Linked DNA regions of Mus musculus: region 2 is linked to region 1. Evidence: chromatin contacts called from public HiChIP or PLAC-seq data. All regions are on one chromosome and are shown on one strand. The core of a region is the stretch at or near the end of the contact, and the rest is flanking DNA. Distances in the headings are between cores, read along the strand shown.

Region 1 (6,076 bases), core at 1,102-3,601:
GGAAGCTAGGTGGCTGAAGGGACATGCAGGGCTCATAGCAACACTGGCTTCAGAGAGATCTCTGTGTGTCTTTTCAGTAGCCTGGGCTTGTCCCTGGCAGCATATGGCTCTGGAACCTGGCTGCCCACTGGGAACTCTGCTAGGTGCCAGGCAGAAGGCTATGTTCCGGACAGTGGAGTGATTGAAACTTTTTAAGTGTCCCCTAAGGGAAGGGGATACTTTCTCACTTCCTAGCTGATCTCAATACAGACCTGCCTGACAACAGTAGCCCCACAGGGATCTACCTTGTCAGAATCTTCCAGAATGTCTAGCTTTCCCCATTCTTGCCTCTCCTGAGCCCACATCCACCGGGAAGCTGCCCTACTGACCTCCAGAACCTGGGTTAGTTCCACCCTGAGGCCTCATCTCCATGGACCAGCGACTGCCTTAGAAGGGTGGGAAACAGTTTCCAGAAACAACATGCTATGGAAGATTCCAGAGTCTGAGTAGTCTGCCACAGGGCCCAGAAGCCCCCTGAAGGTCCCAGGCTAGGGCTGACACTGGGCAACAGGGAGTAGAGTCTGGAGGCCGTTAGGGCTGAGTGTAACCTCAGCATAGCAGAGCCCAGTGTAATTGGTCTTGCTTCCCATGTGCAGGCCAGCAGTGCACATAGTGTCTAGCATAAGGTACCATGGTAACAGTATTGTATTGTGGAGTTCTTTGTTGTTTTGTTTTGTTTGTCTTGTTTGTTTTTTTTTGTTTTGTTTTGCTTTGTTTTGTTTTGAGACAGGGTCATCTTAAGTTGCCTAGGCTGATTTTGAACTCACTCTGTAGAAACTGGGTTTTAATCGCTGATCCTCTCGCTTCCCCAGTGCTGGACTAATAGGCATGGGCCACCACAAAGAGCCACCACCTAGCCTCAAGGACAGGACTGATGGATTGATGGGGATCCCTGTATCCAAGTGACATGTATGGGGGCAGCTGGAAGCCGATCTGTTGGGTGACAGCTCCAGAATTGTCACTTGAAAAATTGAGAGGGCAAGAGGACAGTTTTCCTCCTAGACTGCAAGGATCCTGTCGTTAAAAATACAACTTACACAGGGCTGAGGACATGGCTCAGTTGGTAGCGTGTTTTTCTAGCATACATGAGGTCCTGGGTTCTGTGTCTTGGCCCGTTTTGGTTGCCTCATGTGCATGCTAATCAGACATTTCGTGTGACTTGCATCGAGTATCCAAAGTCTTGGGTCTTCGTGCAGCTGCCATGGGGACTCAAGCATGTCAGTGGACAGCTCATCCCTAGAGTCTGGTAGAAGGTTGGGGATGGCAGAGGTTCCAACCCTCAGCAAGGTCCTGATCCCATAGAGCCCTGTCCACCAGAGGCTCATGGGTTATACTCTGTGCTGTTGGGAGATTATGAACATTCTTCCCCGGGGGTGCTGGGTACAGTCAAGTCATACTCATTATGGATGATGGGGGGCCAGCCTGCAGGATCCAGAGCCTCAGTGGGATGCCCACTGCAATAGCCCTGGCTTTGGTTGAATGAAATCATAGAAACTTGCTAAAATGCAGCTTCTTGGGCCCAGCACTCAGACTCTGGCCCAGCAGGTGTGAAGTATGTGGTACCTGGAGTCTGGAATGAACTGCCTCCAGGTGGAGTGCAGTGAGAGCCAGAGAATGGTTAGTGGCCTGGGGAAAGGAGCCCCGTCTTGGGGGACATCTGAGGACCCTTCCTCCCTTTACCTCACCTTCACTCTGGGCTCTTCTTATATTTCTCTATTATTGTGCAGCAAGGGAAAATGAGGCCTGAGGGGCAAATGCAGTTCCTGCCCCTCCCCAGGGGCAAGGTTCCATAAGGCAGAGTCTTGAGTCTCTCTGGAAGGGAAGAAAGAACAGAACACCAGGAGCCCCAGGTCAGATCAAACGTGAAGTGCCCAAGAGGCATTTAGAACAAGAGAGGTACACCTCTGAATAGAACACACTTGCCACTTCTGTGAACCCTTGGGCTATTCCAGGAAAGAAGGTACCTAGGAGGCAGGGACACCTGCAGGCTGTGATGTGGGGGTGGGGTAATTGCCGAGGGTCTGGGACATCAGCCAGCTTCCGTGGAAGGTAGAAGGCGGGTGTCTGAACCCAGGGATGCGGAACCAGGAATCAGGTCAGGCCAGAGGCTCTTTCAGGGAGCCACAGGACTCTAAGCCACTTGGATCTGAGAAATGTCACCTCCTCAAAGAAGCAGCTGGAGGGAGGGAGAGAGGGAGGGAGGGAGAGAGAGAGGGTCAGATTGTGAGCAGGAAGGCTGGTCCCTGCTCAGCACCAGGATGAATGCTGCCTGATTGTCCTCGGGTCAGTGTGTGGAGGTGACCGCAGGGTGATGCCCAGCTGCCCACTTGCTTTGTGCTCTGACAGCAGTTCTGAGGCGAGCCTTGGCTGTGCTCGGGATCCTGAGGAGGGAACACCCCCATCCCTATGCTTCCACCAGAGCCTGGCTAACAATGCCCTCCAGTGTCACACTGCCAAGTGCTCCTGGGGAGGGAACCCCCACCCCCTGCTCTGACTTTACCCGCCGGGATAAGACCTGCAGGTGAGTCAGCCAAGTCAGGCTTTCCAGAAGGGGAAGGCACGGCACTGGCAAAAGCCAACTGTGGGGCATCACAGCTGCCCTCCTGGGACATCCAGCAGGTAGGAGGGAAGAGGGCTTACTTAATTAAGTCAGCAAAAGTGGCCATGCAAGTTTTCTTTCCTTTTCTTTTTTTTTTTTAATTTTAATTTTAATTTTAAGACAAGATCTCAAGTAACCCAGAATGACCTTGAACCTCTGTTCCTCCAGCCTCCACCCCCGAAAGTACTAGGATCACAGGTGCTTACCGTCACACCTGGTTTATGTGGTACTGGGGATAGAACCCAGGACCTTATGCACGCTAGACAGACACTTTACCAACTGAGCCATGTCCTCAGCCCCGCACAAGCTGTATTTTACCTACAGAGCCCATGCAGTCCAGAGGAAAGTTGCTGATAGATTCCCCAGCTTTGAGGCTTTTCAGGTAGGTGGGAGGTAGTCACAGGCTGCCTTTTCAAGTCCCCTCTGCACAGCTGAACCTAGAAAACATCAGAGGAGTTTGTCTTAACTCCTGCTCTCTAAAGTCCCCCCATCAGCCTATTCCGTAGGGTGTCTGTGTGTCACACACATGTGCACATTGTTAATATACATGGAGTTCCTCTGTGTGTGTGTGTGTGTGTGTGTGTGTGTGTGTGTGTATGTATGACTGTATGCATGTGTCAGCATATGCACGCTTGTTGTGGGTGGTCAGAACTTAACCATCTCAGCCCTGCATGGACCCTCAGCAGCCACTGTGTGGTAGATATCCATTCAACAAGCTTATCAGTCTGTCGACACCCCCACTCTGGGAGAGAGGAGGCTGGGAACATAGCTCAGCCATTAAACTGCTTGCCTAGGCATGGACCTCAGAGAACACTGAGCACAGGCCCCGTACAGTTAGTTACAGTAGGCGGCTGAGACCAGGGAGGGCTGAGACAGATTCTTTCATCTTTCACTATAGGACATTGGGGTGCATATGTGTAACTTTAGCATAGGAAGTCTGAGACAGACAGATTCCAGGAGCTTTCTGGCCAGCCAGCCGGGCCAATTTTGTGAGTTCCAGGCCAATGAAAGACCTGAAAGGAAAAAAAAAAAAGAAAAGAAAAGGTGGATAAGGCTGTCCTGGTGGCATAAACTTCTACTCCCAGCATTTAGGAAGCAGACTCAGGCAGGTTTCTGTGAGTTTGAAGCCAGCCTGGTCTACATAGTGAGCCCCAGGACAGCCAGGACTACATGAGAATCTGTCTGAGAAAACAAACAATAACAAAAGACAAACAGATGGGATGCTCCCGAAAAACAACACTCGGGGTTTTCCTCTAGCTTTCACATGCACCCGTGTACAGCCACTGCCATTCCTAGTCATCAGCCCGTCAAAGTGAGTGGCCATTGAGCCATGGGCCCCTATTACCCCTCACAACGCACGCGAGCACACACACACACACACACACACATACACACACACGCGCGCATATGCACAGGCATGCACACACGCCTTCCCACACTGGCTTCTGGAAGACTAAGGAGGAAACGTTTGATCAAGTCAGGAAACTATCAGAGATAGTTGGCCACTGCCCACCACCTGAACCCCACCCAGGCCACTTGTGCATACCTTGTACATAAATCTAATCACTCAGCAATGTAGGGGGCATCAGCCTCACCTGCCAGTGTGACTGAGGACTGGGAGGGCCCAGCAACCTCAGCTGTGTCTCTGCAAGGAAGAATCTAAAGCTGGAAGGTGTGTGGGACTCCATTGTGGGAGCATCCAGGCCTAGGAGGCCCGAAAGTGCCCACTGATCAGGGCTGAGCCCCAGGACCACATCCTGGGAGGAGTTCTCGCTTGAATGTATGGCCCAGGGTGGAAGCAGGGAGCCGGGGAGGGTCCAGATTTCATGCTAACATTGCTTCAGACAAGACTTTGGGCAATGGCAGGCTAACAATTCCACATCAAGGTCAAATTACGTCAGCAGAGGGAACTTTGATTCTTGTGGAGTGACGGTGACCTTTCATAGCTACCTGGCTTCCGTATCTTTGGCTGGCAAGGAGACGGGGAAGGTCAAATGCCAGTCCTTCCAGGGTTGTCTCCTGCTCACTGTGGGAGGCAGGGGTGTTAGTGCCTAGAGAGGATGGGCGTGTGCGCGTGTGCACACATGCACACCACACACACACACACACACACACACACACACACACACACACACACACAGAGGCATGGTGCCAAGACCCAAGCTGAACAGCCTGTGAGTCCGGGATGGGTGCATGAGAGTCCCTGGCTAGCATTAAATGACCTTTGAACTTCCTGACTGAGAAAGGGCCCTGTGGGGACCTGAGGGTTCCCCTGTCCATTCAGCAAGCTCCCTGCTCTTCTCAGCTGCTCTCCCAGGGTCCTGAGAGCTCAGGGGTCATGCCCTTTGATATAGAAAGTGTCTTAAGTTGAGAGGCTTGCTCCTCTCAAGGGCTCTAAAGCTTCCCTGGTGCAGCAGAAGGCTTTCTGTGGTTGTGGATGTGAACCACACCAGGCCATCTGCCAGAGGGCCAGATGTGGCCAACGCTCACCACTTTGATTCCTCTGAGCAGGGACGCAGACATGACTGAGGCAAGTGCAGCCTCTCTTGCTCGGGAGCAGCTTCTGATGTGCCTGCTAGCATCTCCCTGCTCACTGCTCTTGAACAGCCCCAGATGGCCTGGCGTCAACCCTCCAAGACCTGCCATCCAAGAGAAGATGTCATGGCAGGGTTAGGCAGTGGGGCAGGAGTAGGAATTACCAGGAATCCTGGACCACAGTATGTGTTCTTTGCTGTGTGCTACCTCTGTTCCTCTGGGGCCAGGGCAAAAGTCATCACCAAATACCCAGCCTCACTGAATGAATACACAGCCATAGGAACAGAGCAACAGGACCCAACAGATGGAAACCCAGGGCCTGCTCTTTACCCAAATCCCCTACTGATGAAGTTTCTAAGTGTGGGCCAGGAAAAGCATGTGTCCTCACCTGGCACACAGTGTGTCTGCTACTATAGGGTGTTGGACCTACACTGAAGAATTCAGGAAACAGAGCAACAAAACGGACAGCTAAGAAGCCATGAGTCTTGTGGGGTTAGGGCCTTGAATGTGTGACACATTGGGAATTTAAATAATTTAGAGAGAGAGAGAGAGAGAGAGAGAGAGAGAGAGAGAGAGAGAGAGAGAGTGTGTGTGTACAAGCATGTGCAAGTGGGTACGTACATGTATGTGCCTGTGTGTACCTGGACTCAAGTCAACAGCAGGTGTCACCCTTAGACACCATCTACCTTGGATTTGTTTGTTTGTTTTAAAGTTAGGGTCTCACTATGCAGCCCTGGTTGACCTTGAACTTGCTTGTAGACCAGGCTGACCTAGAACTCACAGAGATCTGCCTGCCTCTGCCTCCTGAATGCTGAGATTAAAAGCATGTGCCACCACACCTGGTGCACCTTGGGTTTCTTTTCTCCTCGCTGGTTAGAAACTCACGGCGTAGGGTTGGATTGG
Region 2 (6,076 bases), core at 2,238-4,737, 390 kb after region 1:
ACTTGCACTGCAGCATGTTTCTCTGGGTGGACTTGTTTGGTTGTGAGGACCTGGTCTCATGCAGCTGAGACCAGCCTCAGACTTACGGTATAGCTGAGGATGAGCCTGAAGTCTTCGTCTTGCCTCCATCTCCTAAGAGCCGGGGCTACAGGTTTCCACCCTTGTGCCTGCTTTATGCAGTCCTGGGCTGGAATCTAGAACCATAGGTGTTCTAGGCGGGCACTCTAAGCACAGATAGCCCAGCCCTTCACTCAGTGGCGATTTTCTTGACAGACAGTTGCTTCTCACTGCAGCTGAGGTGAGAGTGGGCTTCTGTCTCCTGCATCCAAGCCCTTTATCCTTTGTGAATGAGACTCCAGCCTGAGCTCTTGCTTTTACTCTGAGTGCTGGCTTATCAGTTGCAGGTTTCCAGACATCTGTCTTTTGATGTTGACAGTCTGGGCAAACCCTGGCACTCTCCTGTGCCACTTGGAACAGTCCTCTGGTGGTCCTCCATGCTGGAGGGAGGGATCCTGCTTGTCTTGTCAGACCAGCAGCTGCTTTCCCCGCTGCCATTTTTGTTTCCCTTCTCCTCAGATCCTCACAGCTGCAGGCAGATGACGCTGCTGCCGCCTCTATAGGCCTCCAGTGCCACTGTACAGACACTGGACCTACAGGGGTCTGAGAAACTGCATCTTGAAATGGAGATTTAGATGACTTGCTGTGATGTCTGGTGGTAGAATTAGCAAATTGTGCCTGAGACTATGCTAAAATGTTAAGTCCCGTTTAGGGCCAGGCCATAGCTGAGAAGTGTCCAGGGGTGCGTTCTGGAGAGTTAGCTATATATGTCCAACTCTAGAGGCTGGGCAGTTCCAGTCACCAGGCAGTGAACCCTCAGGTAAGAGTTGACTTATGAAGTCTTTGTGACCTGGGGAAGGGTGGCTGAAGGGAGTAGACCCTGCCTCTTGGCTTTCATACGACACGGTTTGAGCAGACAGTGGGCATGGCATGCTTTGATTTTTTGGATGTCTCTTGACTTTAGTTCAGGAGTTCGGATGAGTAGGCCTTCATTGAGGACCATCCCAGGTCCTTGTAAAAATGCCAGGCATTTTGTTTGTTTGTTTGTTTGTTCATTTGTTTGTTTTATTTTGTTTTTCAAGACAGTGTAGACTGGGTAGCCCTGACTCTACTGGAATTTTTTGTGTAACCCAGGCTGGCCTCAGACTCACAGGTCCACCTGCCTCTGCCTCCTCATTGCCGGGATTAAAACTGGGTGCCACCATGATGATGTAATCTTGGCCCTTGGAGAGGTAGAGACAGACCAATCTCTGGGACTCCGTGGCCAGTCAGCCTAGCCTAAGCGTTAAGTCTCAGGTCCATGAGAGACCCTGCCTCAAAACAAGAAGGTTGATGGTCACTAATGAACAATTGGAGGCTAAGATATTGTCTCAATTCAGGGCTTAATAATAAATCCTGTGTCAAAAGAAAAAGGGGGCTGGAGAAATGGTTCCACCATTAAGACCTCTTCCTGCTCTTGCTCTCAAGAGACCTGAGGCTTGGCTCCTAGCACCCATGTCATGTGGCTCTAACCCCTGTGACTCCAGCTCCAAGAGGGTCATTGCTTCCGGCCTGATACTGCAGCCATGCACACAGCCTCAGGCACACATGAACAGTATTAAAAATAATGAAGTTATTTTTTTAAAAGATTAATTTATTACGTATAGTGTTCTGCCTGCGTGTATGCCTGCAGGCCAGAAGAGGACATCAGAGTGAGCCACCATGTGGGTGCTGGGAATTGAACTCAGGACCTCTGGAAGAGCAGCCAGTGTAATCTCTGAGTTCTCTCTCTAGCTTCCTGAAGTAAAAAAAATTAATAATAATAATTTAAGGAAGAATTTAGGCCGGGCGTGGTGGCGCACGCCTTTAATCCCAGCAATTTGGAGGCAGAGGCAGGCGGATTTCTGAGTTCAAGGCCAGCCTGGCCTACAAAGTGAGTTCCAGGACAGCCAGGACTATACAGAGAAACCCTGTCTCGAAAAAACCAAAAAAAAAAAAAAAAAAAAAAAAAGAAAGAAAGAAAGAAAGAATTTAGGGGGCTGGAGAGATGGCTCAGCGGTTAAGAGCACTGACTGCTCTTCTGAAGGTCCTGAGTTCAATTCCCAGCAACCACATGGTGGCTCACAACCATCTGTAATGGGGTCTGACACCTTCTGGGGTATCTTTCAAAAAAAAATAATTTAGAATAATTTAGAAGTTGTAAAGAGAAGCTGGATTTGTGTCTTGGTCACATAGGGAGGGCGATGCTGGAGTTTGTTAGTGTCCTCAGCAGTTGGGAGAGCAGCATGTCAGGAAGGCGAGCCATGGCCTGTGGCTTGCAGGGCTCCTACCCCAGCAGTGAGGCCTGGGAAGCCATCGGTGGCCTGCTGCAGCCCCTGTTCTCTTTCCTAGGCCCGGCTGTGGGAGAAGCGCTGCAGCATGTGATCCCCACCCTCAGGGCCTGTCTCCAGCCCTCCACAGACCCACACATGCGCCTGAAGCTCTTCTCTATCCTGTCCATGATGCTGCTGAGGCCTAAGGACACTGTCGATTCTCAGGGGTAGGTCGACCCTCAGGTCTGTGTACAGCCCACGTATGTGTTGGATGGGTCTTCCCACGACCCCCTGGGCAGGGCCCCCAAGGTCTAAAGTCCGGGCTTCTTGGTGGTCTGTATCTCTAGAATCCACCCCACTAGGTAAACAGTGATCTTGGTGAGTATACCACAGAGACACAGACAGTAAATCAAAGTCACTTTAGAGGAGTCATTAAAATTCCATCGAGTGAGAAAGTTTTAGGGCGCATTAACTATTAATGGCTTCTGTTTCGGCTGTTCTGTTTTAAAAGGCTTTTGGCACCTTTCAGACCTAACAGACCTGACTAAATTAGCATTGATGGTGAAGGCTTAAGGGTAGTCTGTTATCTCAGAAAAGCTCAGGGGCAGCTCTGCAACCTAAGAGCCTCAGATTTTATGGCTTTGAAGTAAAGGGAAAGTGGAACAAAGAGCTTAGGAAAGAACAGGCTCTCAGGGGAGGAGGGAAGCAAGCCAAGACACACACACACACACACACACACACACACAGCAGCTCATCCTGGAGAGGAGGGTAGAGCGAGGACACACACACACACACACACACACAGCAGCTCATCCTGGAGAGGAGGGTAGAGCGAGGAGACACGCACACACACACACACACACACACACACACACACACACACACCCCTCCCTCTCCTTGGTTCATTGAACAGACTAAGATTCAAATCACTCTGGGACCTTCCAATCCTGACCCTTGGCATCCTGGGTCTTGCAGATGGAGACCTGAGAACTTAAGCCCTGTGCGAGCTCCTGGGATGCCACCTCCCCCCACCTCACCCCATCCCCCACCCCCAAAATCAAAAAACCTGTCACTGTGAAGTGTGGTAAGCAAACTATAAAGTTCCCTATGAGTTTCTCATTCTAACCTTTCTCCTTCGAGTGCACTCTTAATGTGGGGCTGACTGCCAGCCTCTCACACGCTGCAGGAAATTCTGTTTCCTGCGATCTAAAAAACCTCAGGGCTGAAAAGGGACCATAAAAAGGTATTAATGAGCGTCTTGGCAACAGGCCTTCGGGCAGGCGTGTACACAGGAGTGGAGTGAGAGAATGGCTGAGCTGCCACCAGACTGTAGCCTTTTCTACACACCCAGTATGCTGAGGAACACTGCCACCCCTGACCCACAAACACAGCTGCCAGGTTTGGGCCAGGTTCCCAGTGACACACTTCAGACCTCTCCAGGGATCAGGTCAGTCTAGAGAATCCAATTATGCAGATGACTTACTGAGTGAGAGATTGCTACTGTTTGGGTAGGGACAGTTTGAAAATAGCATTGTCTTAGTGTTCTATTGCCATGACGGAACACCATAATCAAAAGAGATTTAAGGAGTTTATTTCACTTGTACACGGTCCACTGAGAGAAGTCAGGACAGAAAGCTGGAGCTAATGTAGATGCCACTGAAGAGGGCTGCCTACTAACTACTTATTGGCTTGCTCTGCCTGCTGTTTTATAGCACAGGAGCCCTGTGGTAGCACCACCCACAATGGGCAGGTTCCTCCCATCTCAACCACTAATTAAGAAAATGCCCTGCAGGCTTGCCTACAGCTAGATCTTAGAGAGGCAGTTTTTCAGTCGTGGTCCCCTTAGAATTAGTCTCTCAGCTGAGTCTAGTTTGTGTCAAGTTAACATAAAACTAGTCAGTACAAAATATTATTTGGTTTTGATTTATAATCACAGAATGGTAGAATGAAAGGTTGGTTGTCCAGTCAAGACTCAGTCTAAGGATGTCATCTCTGGCAGGGAGTCAGGATTCTTAGAGAAGGCTCTCTCAGCAAGCCAGAGTGGTAGCACCACCACATCCACCTACCACACAACCGGAGACTCCCACTCCCCACCCCTTCCTTGCACTCTTGCCTGAGCTATGGAGATGCCTGTGAGAGAGTTGGAGGGGACTACAGAAAGCTCTACCGAAGCCACTGCCTTTGCAGGGGGCCTTTGCTTCAGTGCTTGTGGTAGCCTTGAAGTAAAATTTGGTGTAAATTCTGGACTGGAGCCCAGTGAGTAAAGGCATTTGCTTCCAGACCTGACTACCTGAGTTCAGGCCTCAGGGCCCACATGGTAGAAGGAAACCAACTCCTGCAAGTTGTCCTCTGACTTCCGTGTGTGCACTGTGGACGTGTAGTACACGAGTGCAATAGATAAATGAAATGTAATGCAAAGTTAAGAAACAAGATCGGGGCCTACGGCCTAGGAATGTGGCTTAGCTGGTAGAGTGTTTCTCTAGCTCACAGGAAGCCTTGTATTCCTTCTCCAACACTGCATAAACTCAGAGTGGTGGTGTACGCCTGCAATCCCAGCACTCAGAGTGGTGGTGTACGCCTGCAATCCCAGCACTCAGAGAGGTGGTGTACGCCTGCAACCCCAGCACTCAGAGAGGTGGTGTACGCCTGCAATCCCAGCACTCAGAGTGGTGGTGTACGCCTGCAATCCCAGCACTCAGAGAGGTGGTGTACGCCTGCAACCCCAGCACTCAGAGAGGTGGTGTACGCCTGTAATCCCAGCACTGAGTGGTGGTGTACGCCTGCAATCCCAGCACTCAGAGTGGTGGTGTACGCCTGTAATCCCAGCACTCAGGAAGTGGAAGCAGGGGATCAGGTATTCCAGGCTAGCCTAGACTATATAACAAGACCTTGTCTCAAAAACCAAACAGACAGACAAACAGACAAACATGAGCTGGATGTGTGGCTCAGTTGGAAGAAGGCTTGCCCAGCATTCTCCAGCTTTGTACAAAATGGGTGTGGAGGAACATGCCTGTAGTTTCTGCACTCAGGCAGGAGAATAAGACATTTAAGATCATCATCTTCAGCTATATAGGAGATTTGAGTCCAGCCTGGGCTATATGAGATCCCATCTTTTTAAGTTAAAAATGAAAGTAGGTTATAGACCAGCAGTGGTGGGGAGAGAAGTCATGAGCAACTGGCAGACTGTCTGCTCTCTGAAGGGTGAAGCCCTGAGCAGTTTGTTAGAGAGGGCATGACAGACAGTTCCCCTTCAGGTAGCCTCACATTAGCAAGACCTGCTGGACATCTTCTGTATGAGAGTTCTTGTTAATAAAAGAAGATGTTTTGTGTGTGTGCAGGTACCTGAAGAGGCTCTTAGAGGACATTGCATGGCCCTGGAGCTGTAGTCACGGGGTTGTGAACCAAACACGGGTCCTCTAGAAGAGCGAGCTGCAAGTGCTCTTGAGCACCAGGCCGTCTCAGCCCCGTGTTACTTCTTTTTTGGTTTTGTTGGTTTTTTGAGACATGGTTTCTCTGGTAGCCCTGGCTGTCCTGAAACTCACTCTGTAGACAGGCTGGCCTTAAAACTCACAGAGATCCTCCTGCCTCTACCTCTCTAGTGCTGGGATTAAAGATGTGTGCACCACCACACCCAACCCTTATTTCTTGCTTCCTTTGTTTTAATGGCACAGATGGCAGGTTCAATGGGTGGTGACGGAGGTGCCATATGACCCACATAGATTATCATG

Evidence for each region. HiChIP or PLAC-seq counts read pairs in DNA pulled down with a chosen protein or histone mark.
Region 2: a contact with region 1 is called in an H3K27ac HiChIP or PLAC-seq map of stem cell-derived neural progenitor cells, with 5 times the contacts expected there. The contact joins two enhancer-like sites. A contact is called at or near these places in 1 of 15 datasets of contacts at CTCF or cohesin (the NIH/3T3 cell line), 1 of 484 Hi-C or Micro-C datasets (bone marrow-derived macrophages), 4 of 115 datasets of contacts at active chromatin or transcription factors (differentiating embryonic stem cells, embryonic basal ganglia, embryonic stem cells and 1 more) and 1 of 9 other capture datasets (adipose tissue).

What each region holds. Positions count from the first base shown.
Region 1 is chr5:138,786,615-138,792,690 of GRCm38.p6, forward strand. All of the region lies in intron 3 of Fam20c (family with sequence similarity 20, member C), which reads left to right. Among named protein-coding and RNA genes, the nearest start is that of Gm5294, 30 kb to the right of the region's middle. Within about 2 kb of position 2,352, at least 34 of the 459 cell types and tissues checked have an H3K27ac peak or open chromatin away from gene starts, as enhancers often do. A contact at or near this core is called in stem cell-derived neural progenitor cells, where this site is marked.
Region 2 is chr5:139,171,699-139,177,774 of GRCm38.p6, forward strand. Dnaaf5 (dynein, axonemal assembly factor 5) reads left to right here. Exons shown (of 13, transcript NM_001081265.2): 9 at 2,428-2,575. Among named protein-coding and RNA genes, the nearest start is that of Dnaaf5, 25 kb to the left of the region's middle. Within about 2 kb of position 3,488, at least 89 of the 459 cell types and tissues checked have an H3K27ac peak or open chromatin away from gene starts, as enhancers often do. A contact at or near this core is called in stem cell-derived neural progenitor cells, where this site is marked.